2 separate regions of the Oncorhynchus mykiss genome follow, and region 1 is linked to region 2. The links are chromatin contacts, called in public Hi-C maps. All regions are on one chromosome and are shown on one strand. The core of a region is the stretch at or near the end of the contact, and the rest is flanking DNA. Distances in the headings are between cores, read along the strand shown. Region 1 has its middle 20 kb from the start of LOC110496233. Region 2 has its middle 5.4 kb from the start of LOC110496224.

What was found. Hi-C and Micro-C count contacts between places; a contact is called where the count stands out from the background.
Region 1: a contact with region 2 is called in a Hi-C map of liver, with 5 times the contacts expected there. The contact joins two enhancer-like sites. A contact is called at or near these places in 2 of 3 Hi-C or Micro-C datasets (blood and liver).

What each region holds. Positions count from the first base shown.
Region 1 is chr18:40,272,913-40,280,388 of USDA_OmykA_1.1, forward strand. No RefSeq gene overlaps it. Among protein-coding and RNA genes, the nearest start is that of LOC110496233, 20 kb to the right of the region's middle. Within about 2 kb of position 4,404, at least 7 of the 11 cell types and tissues checked have an H3K27ac peak or open chromatin away from gene starts, as enhancers often do. A contact at or near this core is called in liver, where this site is marked.
Region 2 is chr18:40,155,310-40,162,192 of USDA_OmykA_1.1, forward strand. No RefSeq gene overlaps it. Among protein-coding and RNA genes, the nearest start is that of LOC110496224, 5.4 kb to the right of the region's middle. Within about 2 kb of position 3,967, at least 3 of the 11 cell types and tissues checked have an H3K27ac peak or open chromatin away from gene starts, as enhancers often do. A contact at or near this core is called in liver, where this site is marked.

The DNA.
Region 1 (7,476 bases), core at 3,154-5,653, 120 kb after region 2:
GATGCTGGCCCCTGTTGACTCCAACGCGTCCCACAGTTGTGTCACATTGGCTGGATGTCCTTTGGGTGGTGGACCATCCTTGACACACACAGTAAATTGTTGAGCGCGAAAACCCAGCAGCATTGCAGTTCTTGACACACTCAAAGCGGTGCGCCTGGCACCTATAACCACACCCCGTTCAAAGGTTACTTAAATATTCTGTCTTGCATATTCACTCTCTGAATGGCACACATACACAATCCATGTCTCAATTGTCTCAAGGCTTAAAAATCTTTATTTAACCTGTCTCCTCCCCTTCAACTACACTGATTGAAGTGGATTTAACAAGTGACACCAATAAGGGATCATAGCTTTCACCTGGATTCACCTGGTCAGTCTAGGTCATGGAAAGAGCAGGTGTTCCTAATGTTTTATATATAAATACTATAAGCAATAGTTTTGACTAGTTAAGATGTCCTCACCTACCTGTCATGGTACATTTTTATATCTCTGCTGTCACGGGCGTCCTCCTCTTCATCTGAAGAGGAGAGGCGAGAAGGATCGGAGGACCAAAATGCGGCGTGGTATGTGTTCATGATGAAATTGAATAAAGAAAACACTGAACACTGAAACACACTATACAAAACAATAAACAAATAACGACCGTGACGCTTTAATGAGAACTGTGCTGACACAAGCAATCAACATAGACAATCACCCACAAACAAACAGTGCAACCCAGGCTACCTAAGTATGATTCTCAATCAGAGACAACTAATGACACCTGCCTCTGATTGAGAACCATACTAGGCCGAAACATACAAATCCCCAAATCATAGAAAAACAAACATAGACTGCCCACCCCAACTCACGCCCTGACCATACTAAATAAATACAAAACAAAGGAAATAAAGGTCAGAACGTGACATCTGCACACAAACCTCTCCAGTGTCATCAGAAACAAACAACAAACACACAATAATAATAATAATAAATAACAATACATTTTATTTAAACGCTTTTCAAGACACCCAAAGTCACTCAACACCCAAAGTTTCAGCCAACTTTCTTGCTCCAGTCAAATCACGTCAAACTGAATTACAATCTTTCAATTCACACAGAAGCTTCAGTGTCTTAGTGCTTGGATTAGTGATCCTATTGTTTTATTTTTGGTTTAGTTGGAGACATGAATCCTACATATCATTTGTTAACTTGTCAACAAGTTAATAGGCTATTTACTATATTGGAAAAGTGATATTGAATTGTGTTTGGTTGTCAATGCAACCAAATATCAACATTTGAAGGAGATGTATATTTTGTGTCACTCACTAATTCTGGCTTTAATTAAATGTTTATGTTGGATTCACGTCTCAACCAAGAATCAAAGTTAAAGAATTGGACTAAATCAAGTCACAATTATTGCATTTAAAATTTGATTTGATTTAGTCCTCTTTTTTTACTTAGATTTTTGGTTGAGATGGAGACGTTAATCCAACATGTTAATGCTTAACTTGAAGTTCAAATTTGAAATCCATCACTTTAATAATGCCACTTGAAGAATGGTTTACATATCTCATCTCATTCGGAAAGTATTCAGACCCCTTGACTTTTTCCTCAGTTTGTTAAGTTACAGCCTTCTTCTAAAATGTATTAAATTATTTTTTCTCATTAATCCACACACAACACCATATAATGACAAAGCGAAAACAGGTTTTTAGAAAATTTTGCGAACAAAAATACCTTATTTACATAAATATTCAGACCCTTTGCTATGAGACTCGAAATTGATCTCAGGTGCATCCTGGTTCCATTGATCATCTTTGAGATGTTTCTACAACAGATTGGAGTCCACCTGTGGTAAATTCAATTGATTGGACATGATTTAGAAAGGCACACTCCTGTCTATTTAAGGTCCCACAGTTGAGAGTGCATGTCAGAGCAAAAACCAAGCCATGAGGTCAAAGGAATTGTCTGTAGAGCTCCGAGACAGGATTATGTCAACGCACAGATTTGGGGAATGGTACTAAAGAATGTCTGCAGCATTAACAGTCCCCAAGACCACAGTTGCCTCCATCATTCTTAATTGGAATCGGGGGAGAAGGGCATTGGTCAGGGAGATGACCAAGAACCCGACAGAGCTCCAGAGTTCCTCTGTGTAGATGGGAGAACCTTCCAGAAGAACAACCATCTCAGCAGCACTCCACCAATCAGGCCTTTATGGTAGAGTAGTCAGACCGAAGCCACTCCTCAGTAAAAGGTACATGACAGCCCACTTGGAGTTTGCCAAAGGGCACCTAAAGACTCTCAGACCATGAGAAACAAGATTCTTTGGTCTGATGAAACCAAGATTGAACTCTTTGGCCTGAATGCCAAGCATCATGTCTGGAGGAAACTTGGCAATGTCCCTACGGTGAAGCATGGTGGTGGCAGCATCATGCTGTGGGGACGTTTTTCAGCGGCAGGGACTGGGAGACTAGTCGGATCGAGGGAACAATGAAACGGAGCAAAGTACAGACTGGAGCGTAGGTTCACCTTCCAACAGGACAATGACCCTAAGCACACAGCCAAGACTATGCAGGAGTGGCTTTGGGACAAGTCTCTGAATGTCATTGTGGCCTAGCCAGAGCCCGGACTTGAACCCGATCGAACATCTCTGGAGAGACATAAAAATAGCTGTGCAACGACGCTCCCCATCCAACCTGACAGAGCTTGAGAGGACTTACAGAGAAGAATGGGAGAAACTCCCCAAATACAGGTGTGCCAAGCTTGTAGCGTCATACCCAATAAGACTCAAGGCTGTAATCACTGCCAAAGGTTCTTCAACAAAGTACTAAGTAAAGGGTCTGAATACTTATGTAACATATCCTTCGGAGTGACTTTGATAGCAACAGTCAATATATTTATACTGGACACAACTATAAATGTAACATGCAACAATTTCAACTATTTTACTGAGTTACAGTTCATATAAGGAAATCTGTCAATTTAAATAAATACATTTGCCCCTAATCTATGGTTTTCTCATGACTGGGCCAGGGCGCAGCCATCACTGTGCCTGGGAGTGCATAGGCCCACCCACTGGGGAGCCAGTCCCAGCCAATAAAATTAGTTTTTCCCCACAAAAGGGCTTAATTACTGACAGAAATACTCCTGAGTTTCATCAGCTGTCCGGGTGGCTGGTCTCAGACAATCCCATAGGTGAAGAAGCCGAATGTGGAGGTCCTGGGCTAATGTGGTTACACATGGTTTACGGTTGTGAGGCCGGTTGGACATACTACCAAATTCTCTAAAACGACGTTGAAGGCGGTTTATGGTAGATAAATTAACATTCAATGATCTGGCCACAGCTCTGGTGGACATTTCTGCAGTCAGCATGTCAATTGCACACTCCCTCAATCTGTGGCATTGTGTTGTGTGACAAAACGGCACATTTTAGAGTGGCCTTTAATTGCCCCCAGCACAAGGTGCACCGGTGCAATGATCATCACGTAGGGAAAAAGTCCCTTCTGCCTTTGCTTTCACTTTAATAGACTTCACCAAGCAAAACAAGCCAAGCCCTGGGTCTTGTGACTTCTATTGAAGCTGTTATACACAATATCGCTGTTCAACAAGGACACCTTATCTGATTATAATAAACAAAAGGCTGCATTAGATTTCATTACACAGACTTGGTTTGGTGTTAGATATTTGAGAATAGTCTGAGCAAATGAAGCACAACTTCCTAGCCTCATTATCAGCCTCACCTTAGGTAACCCATGTTGATGGTGAGTCACCACGGTGACCTGACACAGTCGAGGATATCAAACACGCTGATGGTGATCAACAAACAGCAGAAGTCAACTGCAGTGTGAAACTAGAGAAACCAGTTGGCAGACACAGAGGAAGTGTTGCACACCAAACCAATCTAAAATAGGCAGATGATCTAAGATCTCTTCTTGTTTGGCCAGAGTTCATGTAAGAATAACACTTATGGTTGCCCTGTGTTAAACTAGACTGGACCATTACTGAATTTGTTGTACCTGCATCAGCCTCATTTGCCAAAGTCCATTTCATTAAGTAGGATTACTGAAAAGGTTTTACAATTTATGATACCATGATATCACATGATATAGTGGACCTAGTGTGGTATACAGCTACAGCATTTTGATTGTCATGGTTTCTGACTAAGACACAGTGGTATTGTGCATTATTATGGATTTGACACCAGCCTTTTCCACCTCCTGAGATGACAGAATTTAGTATTACATGGTTGGGGGGTGTCAGGTAAACTCCCGTTGTCTTGTTGTGAATCCCCTAGAATACCCTGAGGACAGCACATTTTACTGGCCCTTATTAATTCATAATTTTATAAGATGATATGCAGTTTCCTGTCTGGTTAACAAACATTTTTTAATGTGTTCTACTGGAAAGCCCCTTTGAGTGTGTTGAATTAAGGATTACAGTAGTTAGGGAGTTGCGCCCCACAGAGGTACAATATCTCAGCACACTGCCCCCACCACGTGATTTCAAAGAATTGAAACTCGGATCTGGAATTAGGTCACTAATGTGGGAGACAAGAATAGGAGAGAACTGGCACAACAAAATTGAGGACATTCTCAAGGGGTAGTCAACTGCTGTTTTGGCTAATAAAAGACGTTGTTGGCTACATGCAAGAATTGTAGATGCCTTAGTTGACGGTCTCCTTACTTCCAGGTTCATCAGAACCTGATCCTTCCTTACTCCCATAGTAACTAATTATGTAACAGTGGTCCAATCATAGAACACCCCAAACTACTGCCAAGAGTTAAGAGGAACAAGTAGATGGTCTTTGCTGCTATCTAGTGGATGAGATTGGATTTAGGCAAACATTTAGGCAAACAACCATTATCCGTCTACTATTTTTGTGACACTAATTCCAAAACAATCATAGAAAACCTATTTTATGTCATAGGAAACACATGTTACTTTTTGAAATGGTTATAATATGCGTACTCTTAAAAAGATGAAGAGGTCAAGGGCTTTGTTGTCTGTGGGGAACCTACATGTTGTAAGGGGAAAGAGAGGCAGCAAAGATGTGGCTATTATTTTAGGTCACACACATCCAGTATGGTGTAATTGCAGACCGCAATTTGGGGGCGTTTCTTGATGTCGGCATTCCTTGATATCAGGAAACGCCAATTGGTGCTTGCCATTGGTTAGTTTCCACACTGTTTATTTCAAGAATACTTCAAGATTTACAATGTCAAAAAAGCACTATTTTTAAAGGAACGCTTCATATATGATAGGAATTGCATGATTTTTTAAATACTAAGTGTGAATGTCTGGATGGCACATGATGGAAAACTATTTATCAGAATGAGCATTTAGCATTTTTGAATAGCACTAACAAACTTCACATTTACTCTTGTCCAACACCTCAAAATCATATTGCATTACCTACAACAAACATATTAGACCGTAAAAATAGTAAATGACAGTTAACATTACTAATGTTGATTGAATAACCATTTAGAGTTGAAAACATAACAGTCGAACACTGACACAAGTAAACTAAACTTAGACTGTGTGTGTGTGTGTGTATGAATTTCTGGCAAAGTGAGAGACGTTAACTCTGGTGTCTTCAGCTAAGCTAGAGACTTCACAATCTTAAAACACATGCTCAATTCGTCTGGGCATGAACTCTACAAGGTGTCGAAAACATTCCACAGTGTCACAGCGAGGAGACCAAGGCGCAGCGTGATATGAATACATTCTTCTTTTAATACACGAAGAACACTAAACAAACCGACCCTGCCGCTATAAGACACACGTGCTGACAGGCAACTACACATAGACAATAACCCACAAAACCAAAATGGAAAATGGCAACCTAAATAGGATCCCCAATCAGAGACAACGATAAACAGCTGCCTCTGATTGGGAACCAATTCAGGCCACCATAGACCTACATTTACCTAGACAATACCAAAACCCCATAGATATATAAAAACCCTAGACAAGACAAAAACACACATACCACCCTCATCACACCCTGACCTAACCAAAATAATAAAGAAAACAAAGATAACTAAGGCCAGGGCTTGACACACAGGGATGCTGGCCCATGCTGACTCCAACGTTGTGTAACGTTGTCTGGATGTCCTTTGGGTGGAGGACCATTCTTGATACACCCGGGAAACTGGCTCCTACTACCATACCCCGTTCAAAGGCACTTACATATTTTGCCTTGCCCATTTACCCTTTCAATGGCACACATACACAATCCAGGTCTCAATTGTCTCAAGGCTTAAAAATCCTTCTTTAACCTGTCTCCTCCCCTTCATCTACACTGATTGAAATGTATTTAGCAAGTGACACCAATAAGGATCATAGCTTTCAGCTGATTAACCTGGTCAGTCTATGTCATGGATTAGAGGAGGAGAGAGAAATAGAACGTTACTCATTTTTTATTTAACCTTTATTTAACTAGAACAAATTCTTATCACATACAATGATAGCCTACCCCGGCCAAACCCTCCCCTAACACTTGGCTGGGCCAAGTGTGCACAGCCCTATGGAACTCCCTATCACGACTGGTTGTGATACAGCCTTGGATTGAACCAGGGTCTGTAGTGACTCCTACTAGCACTGAGATGCAGTACCTTAGACCGCTGTGCCACCCAGGAGCCCCAAATGACGTTGATGACGTTATGACTTGCAGCGAGTGCTACTATAGGATCTGGGTCAGAGAAACATAATACATACACACAGTCATAAACCTTAAAAACAGAGAGACGTACTTGGTTTAACCCAGACCCCCCAGACACTCCCCAAACCAAGGGGGACCAACCCTGATCCTGGAGAGCTATAGGGTGTGCAAGCTTGGCAGAGGTGTAAAGTAATTAAGTAAAAAATACTTTAAAGTATTTGGGGGGAATCTGTACTTTACTATTTATATTTCTGACAACTTTTACTTCACTACATTCCTAAAGAAAATAATGTACTTTTTACATTTTCCCAGAGACCCAAAAGGTACTTGTTACATTTTGAATGCTTAGCAGGACAGGAAAATGGTCCAATTCACACACTTCCCTGGTCATTGATACTGCCTCTGATCTGGCAGACTCAGTAAGCACAAATGCTTTGTTTGTAAGTTTTTATTTTTCCTTTATTTAACTAGGCAAGTCAGTTAAGAACAAGTTCTTCTTTTCAATGATGGCCTAGGAACAGTGGGTTAACTGCCTGTTCAGGGGCAGAATGACAGATTTGTCCCTTGTCAGCTTGAACTTGCAGCCTTCCGGTTGCTGGTCCAACGCTATAACCACTAGGCTACCCTGCCATCCCCGGCAGTTATGTTGAAGTGTGCCCCTGGCTATCCGTAAATAAATATAAAACTAAATTGTACCGTCTAGTTTGCTTAATATAAAGAATTTTAAATTATTTATGTGTGTGTGTGTGTGTGTGTGTGTGTGTGTGTGTGTGTGTGTGTGTACATGTGCGTGTGTGTGAGTGTGTGTGTACCTTGATCTCCTCCAAAGA
Region 2 (6,883 bases), core at 2,717-5,216:
GATTGTTTATGTATTATGATTCGATACTGTGATTTTTTAGCAATTCGATGTTCCAAACATACTGCTCATCATGTCTGCTGCAGAGGGACAAGAGAGAGACATGATAATATCAGTTTTGATCAGTAAAAGTGCTGAAGACAAATTGGCTCCCTATTTAAAAAGAGAGTGAATGAAAAGCTATGAAGGAAAAATACTGGCGTTTTAGTGCAGGTACAACAAACAAAATGATCCGACATATTGTAAAAAATATACTAATATCCCAATATGTAACTGTATCATTTTCCCCCCCCATAACTAATAACTAATAAACACACAAAAACACACACACGCGCATCCTCTCTCTCTCTCTCTCTTTCTTATACGTCAGAAGAAGATGGCCTACACACTGAAGCATCATCCAGTTCTAGTATCACACACACACACACACACACACACACACACACACGCACACACGCACACACGCACACACGCACACACGCACACACACACACTCTTTATGTCTCTTTCTGTTTCTTTCTTTCAAGCCAACAGTGACTACCTGCCTTTATTCTGCTTCTGACGTCATCACTGAAACAGAAAGAAAATGCTTCATCTTGTCGTTGTTCATCATTTATCATCTGACTTTTTATACTGTAGTTCTGAAGAGACTTAATTCACAAGTGTTTGCTACTGGGAATGGATAGATATTACACACTAGACAACATACCCCTTCATTCTCTGGTACATACTGTAGGCTATACTGTAGTCCTCTCTGCTCTCCTCTCATCTAGTTACTTGACCCCTCAGGCCAGTCACCGACAGGGCTGTTAAGGCACAGTTACTGTCATCACTAATCATACATGTATGAAAAAGAAAGCACATATCTACAACCCTCATTATAGTTCACTCATGGGAACAAACACGGCAGACCAGCCAGTCCTGTCATAGACAGGATTTGAATGACCAGTTACCTAATGGAGAAAGACTAGTGAACTAGTGTAGGCTATTAGTGAGGCCTATATACAGTATATCACAAAAGTAAATATAATCACATTTTTGTAAATATTTGAGTATATCTTTTCATGTGACAACACTGTTGAAATGACACTTTGCTACAATGTAAAGTAGTGAGTGTACAGCTTGTATAACAGTGTAAATTTGCTGTCCCCTCAAAATAACTCAACACACATCCATTAATATCTAAACCGCTGGCAACAAAAGTGAGTACACCCCTAAGTGAAAATGTCCAAATTGTGCCCAAAGTGTCAATATTTTGTGTGGCCACCATCATTTTCTAGCACTGCCTTAACTCTCTTGGGCATGGAGTTCACCAGAGCTTCACAGGTTGCCACTGGAGTCCTCTTCCACTCCTCCATGACGACATCACGGAGCTGGTGGATGTTAGAGACCTTGCACTCCTCCACCTTCCGTCTGAGGATGCCCCACAGATGCTCAATAAGGTTTAGGTCTGGAGACATGCTTTGCCAGTCCATCACTGCTACTTAATATAATGTTTACCTACCCTACATTATTCATCTCATATGTATACGTATATACTGTACTCTATATCATCTACTGCATCTTTATGTAATACATGTATCACTGGCCACTTTAAACTATGCCACTTTGTTTACATACCCTACATTACTCATCTCACATGTATATACTGTACTCGATACCATCTACTGCATCTTGCCTATGCCGTTCTGTACCATCACTCATTCATATATCTTTATGTACATATTCTTTATCCCTTTACACTTGTGTGTATAAGGTTGCAGTTTTGGAATTGTTAATTAGATTACTCGTTGGTTATTACTGCATTGTCGGAACTAGAAGCACAAGCATTTCGCTACACTCGCATTAACATCTGCTAACCATGTGTATGTGACAAATAAATTTGATTTGATTTGATTTGACCTTTACCCTCAGCTTCTTTAGCAAGGCAGTGGTCGTCTTGGAGGTGTGTTTGGGGTCGTTATCATGTTGGAATACTGGCCCCTGCGGCCCAGTCTCCAAAGGGAGGGGATCATGCTCTGCTTCAGTATGCCACAGTACATGTTGGCATTCACGGTTCCCTCAATGAACTGTAGCTCCCCAGTGCCGGCAGCACTCATGCAGCCCCAGACCATGACACTCCCACCACCATGCTTGACTGTAGGCAAGACACACTTGTCTTTGTACTCCTCACCTGGTTGCTGCCACACACGCTTGACACCACCTGAACCAAATTGGTTTATCTTCCTTCTGGGATGACAGCCATGCCAATTTGACAGCCAATTTGATGCAGTGTACGGTGTATGGTCTGAGCACTGACAGGCTGACCCCCCACCCCTTCAACCTCTGCAGCAATTCTGGCAGCACTCATACGTCTATTTCCCAAAGACAACCTCTGGATATGACACTGAGCACGTGCACTCAACGTCTTTGGTCGACCATGGCGAGGCCTGTTCTGAGTGGAACCTGTCCAGTTAAACCGCTGTATGGTCTTGGCCACCGTGCTGCAGCTCAGTTTCAGGGTCTTGGCAATCTTCTTATAGCCCAGGCCATCTTTATGTAGAGCAACAATATTTTTTTTCAGATCCTCAGAGAGTTCTTTGCGATGATGTCCCATGTTGAACTTCCAGTGACCAGTCAGTATGAGGGAGTGTGAGAGTGATGACACCAAATTTAACACACCTGCTCCCCATTCACACCTGAGACCTTGTAACACTAACGAGTCACATGACACCGGGGAGGGAAAATGGCCAATTGGGCCCAATTTGGACATTTTCACTTAGGGGTGTACTCACTTTTGTTGCCAGTGGTTTAGACATTAATGGCTGTGTGTTGAGTTATTTTGAGGGGACAGCAAATGTACACTGTTATACAAGCTGTACACTCACTACTTTACATTGAAGCAAAGTGTCATTTCTTCAATGTTGTTACATGAAAAGATATACTCAAATATTTACAAAAATGTGAGGGGTGTACTCACTTTTGTGATATACTGTATATCACACAATATATTTATTGTATATAACTATAAACAATATATAATGTTATTTATTCATCTGTATCACCATTAAAACATCTCACTAATCAATGACATTTACTTGCACTTTCTTTTTCAACTTATGTTTCTCCGTTCTGCCTGGTGCCTGATGACATTGTAATTCTTTCATCTCCTATTGGATCATAATTCTTCCACTGGTGTGTTTTCATATCACCTACATCATCATACCCAGCAGTCACTCATTATTCTATGACGTTTTCTTTTTTATGTGTGAAATAACATCCATAACACCACAGCAAGCATTTTAACCATAAGGACTTTATTGCTAAAACATGTTTTTTGTTATAATGAAGAGATCCTATTCAACTTCTAATGCCATTCAAATATCGCCTAATACGTTTTATATATCCATTCAACAGATAAAATCAGCTAACTTTTGAATAGAAAATATCTAATTTTTCAGTCCTCCCGAGTCGGAATGTCACAGAATATACTGACTGTTTGCAGAATGCAGAGAAACAAGGTAACGAGAAGGATTCCATGATCTGATTAACAAGCTATGGCTTCTGCTCTGATGATCTTACTTCCTGGTGCATGTGCCAAATTCCAGTTCTCTGTTGACAATAACAACTGGCTTTGCCAGAGGGAGTCGATAGAAGTTTACCCCAACCACTTTACCCCTTTTTTTTCACCACCCATTTTTTATGTTAGGTTTGGAAGTAGGGTAATCTGATCCAAGATTTCTGATGAGAGGCAACTCCTACATTGAGCATGACCGAGACGGAGTAGGGGGAAGTTGCCCTAAGATGCTGATCTTGGGTCAGTTTTGCATTTGGGGGAGGGGAAGCGGATCCTAGATCTGTTCCTAGAGGAATCTTTGCCCTGGAGGGACAAAAACACCCAAAAGTCAAGTGACTCATCAGGTGATTTCTTTGAAACAGTAGTGAGGAGAGTTACAGTCTACCTATAGATGGCACTGTGGCATTGTTTATCCTTCACTGTAGCCTGTAGTTTGATCCCTTTTATGAATCTTATCAGGGACTTTCCATTCACAGACTTATTAACTAACTGAACTTGATTTGGTTATCCCCTCCACATACATACCAGAACACACTGTGGTAGTGTTAAACAATTCCAGAACACATTTTAATTGGGGAGAGAAAATTTGAAAATATGATCAAAGATGACTTGGTTGGACCTGTAGTTACTGTAGTTATGATCAACGAGTTTTCAGCTAGTATACACTGGCTCTGTTTAAAAGAAAATCAGCAGCCCATTGTGAGACAAAATCACTTTTAAAATGAAAATAATGTAAGCTAACAAGCAAAGAATGTTTCAACGTAAAGCATCCCACTCAGCAGTTTGATTATGTTAAACCATGATGCTTCAGTGTGTCGGCCATCTCAGGATTGAGGATAGACAGACACAAGATGGCTGCATACTGACGTGCTTACGGGAAAGGGTGTGGGACTTACCTCAACACTGTTTGACTCCACTTTCCATTGTATATAAAAGGTACTTACCATTGCAATTCAATGCTGTATTATTTTATTGCTGTGTTTTTCAATGTGATGATATAAAACCATTTCCTATCAAATGGAACTAGATCCAACACAATGTACGTCCTTCAATGGGTCACATAAAGTATGCCAAATAAACCTCCATAGACCTTACCCTGAGATAGCTCTATTGTGTCATCCTTCCAAACCACACACAGCCCATTGAGAATACTTTACACAGGCTATAGGCATAGGTTTTTCCTCTTTAGCATCAAAGCATGTTATTGATTTGAGTCAAGACCATTGTACGAACTAGGCCTACAGCAGTAGGTTGCTGCCAGACCTCCCTGTATGTAGGCCTAATATGCTTGCAGTATCTAGACTGGCTCGTCTTAAAATGATTTATTGTCAGTTTGTTGTCAATTGTCAGAGACACTGAGATTTTATTTTTCCATTATCCAAATACACCTGACATAATGTTTGCTAAAGAAGGACATGTCACATTTCAGAGGTGGGGAATTACAGTTGAAGTTGGAAATTTACACACACCTTAGCCAAATACATTTAAACTCAGTTTTTCACAAATCCTGACATTTAATCCTAGTAAAAATACCTGTCTTAGGTCAGTTAGGATCACCACTTCATTTTAAGAATATGAAATGTCAGAATAATAGTAGAGAGAATGATTTATTTCAGCTTTTATTTCTTTCATCACATTCCCAGTGGGTCAGAAGTATTTGGTAGCATTGTCTTTAAATTGTTTAACTTGGATTAAACGTTTCAGGTAGCCTTCAACAAGCTTCCCACAATAAATTGGGTGAATTTTGGCCCATTTCTCCTGACTGAGCTGGTGTAACTGAGTCAGGTTTGTAGGCCTCCTTGCTAGCACACACTTTTTCAGTTCTGCCTACACAGTTTCTATAGGATTGAGGTCAGGGCTTTGTGATGGCCACTCCAATACCTTGACTTTGTTGTCCTTTAGCCATTTTGCCACAACTTTGAAAGTATGCTTGGGGTCATTGTCCATTTGGAAGACCCATTTGCAACTAAGCTTTAACTTCCTGACTGGTGTCTTGAGATGTTGCTTCAATATATCCACATAATTTTCCTCCCTCATGATGCCATCTATTTTGTGAAGTGCACCAGTCCCTTCGCAGCAAAGCACCACCACAACATGATGCTGCCACCCCGTGCTTCACGAGTGGGATGCTGTTCTTCGACTTGCAAGCCTCCCCCTTTTTCCTCCAAACATAACGATGGTCATTATGGCCAAACAGTTCCATTTGTGTTTCATCAGACCAGAGGACATTTCTCCAAAAAGTACGATCTTTGTCCCCATGTGCAGTTGCAAACCGTACTCTGGCTTTTTTATGGCAGTTTTGAAGCAGTGGCTTCTTCCTTGCTGAGCGGCCTTTCAGGTTATGTCAATATAGGACTTGTTTTACTGTGGATATAGATACATTTGTACCTGGTTCCTCCAGCATCTTCACAAGGTCCTTTGCTGTTGTTCTGGGATTGATTTGCACTTTTTGCACCAAAGTACATTCATCTCTAAGAGACAGAACATGTCTCCTTTCAGCGGTATGACGGCTGCGTGGTCCCATGGTGTTTATACTTGCGTACTATTGTTTGTACAGATGAACGTGGTACCCTCAGGCATTTGGAAATTGCTCCCAAGGATGAACCAGACTTGTGGAGGTCTACACATTTTCTTCTGAGGTCTTGGCTGATTTGTTTAGATTTTTCCATGATGTCAAGCAAAGAGGCACTGTGTTTGAAGGTCGGCCTTGAAATACATCCACAGGTACACTTCCAATTGACTCAAATTATGTCAATTAGCCTATCAGAAGCTTCTAAAGCAATGACATAATTTTCTGGAATTCTCCATGCTGTTTAAAGGCACAGTCAACTTAGTGTATGTAAACTTCTGACCAACTGGAATTGTGATACAGTGAATTATAAGTGAAACAATCTGTCTGTAAACAATTGTTGGAAAAATGACTTGTGTCATGCACAAAGTAGATGTCCTAACCGACTTGCCAAAACTATAGTTTGTCAACAAGAAATTTGTGGAGTGGTTGAAAAATGAGTTTTAATGACTCCAACCTAAGTGTATGTCTGACTTCAACTGTACATCTACAATAACCTGTCAACGATCAAGCTGTCTTTGCATTTATAAGTCTAGTCATAAATAATACAGGGTCATTCTAACAAAGGGCTAGGACTTCTTACTGAGTCGATTAGGTGTGTTAGCAGTGATGCTGGTTGGGACCATGTTCTGTTTTTACATGATCTCAGTGTAACAGAGAGATACAGCACTAACAGAACAGAGATGAAGAAGAGCCTCAAGCTCTAGTGCTTTGACTAACTGACCATGAAAAACTGATCTGCATCACTCTCTAGAGACTAC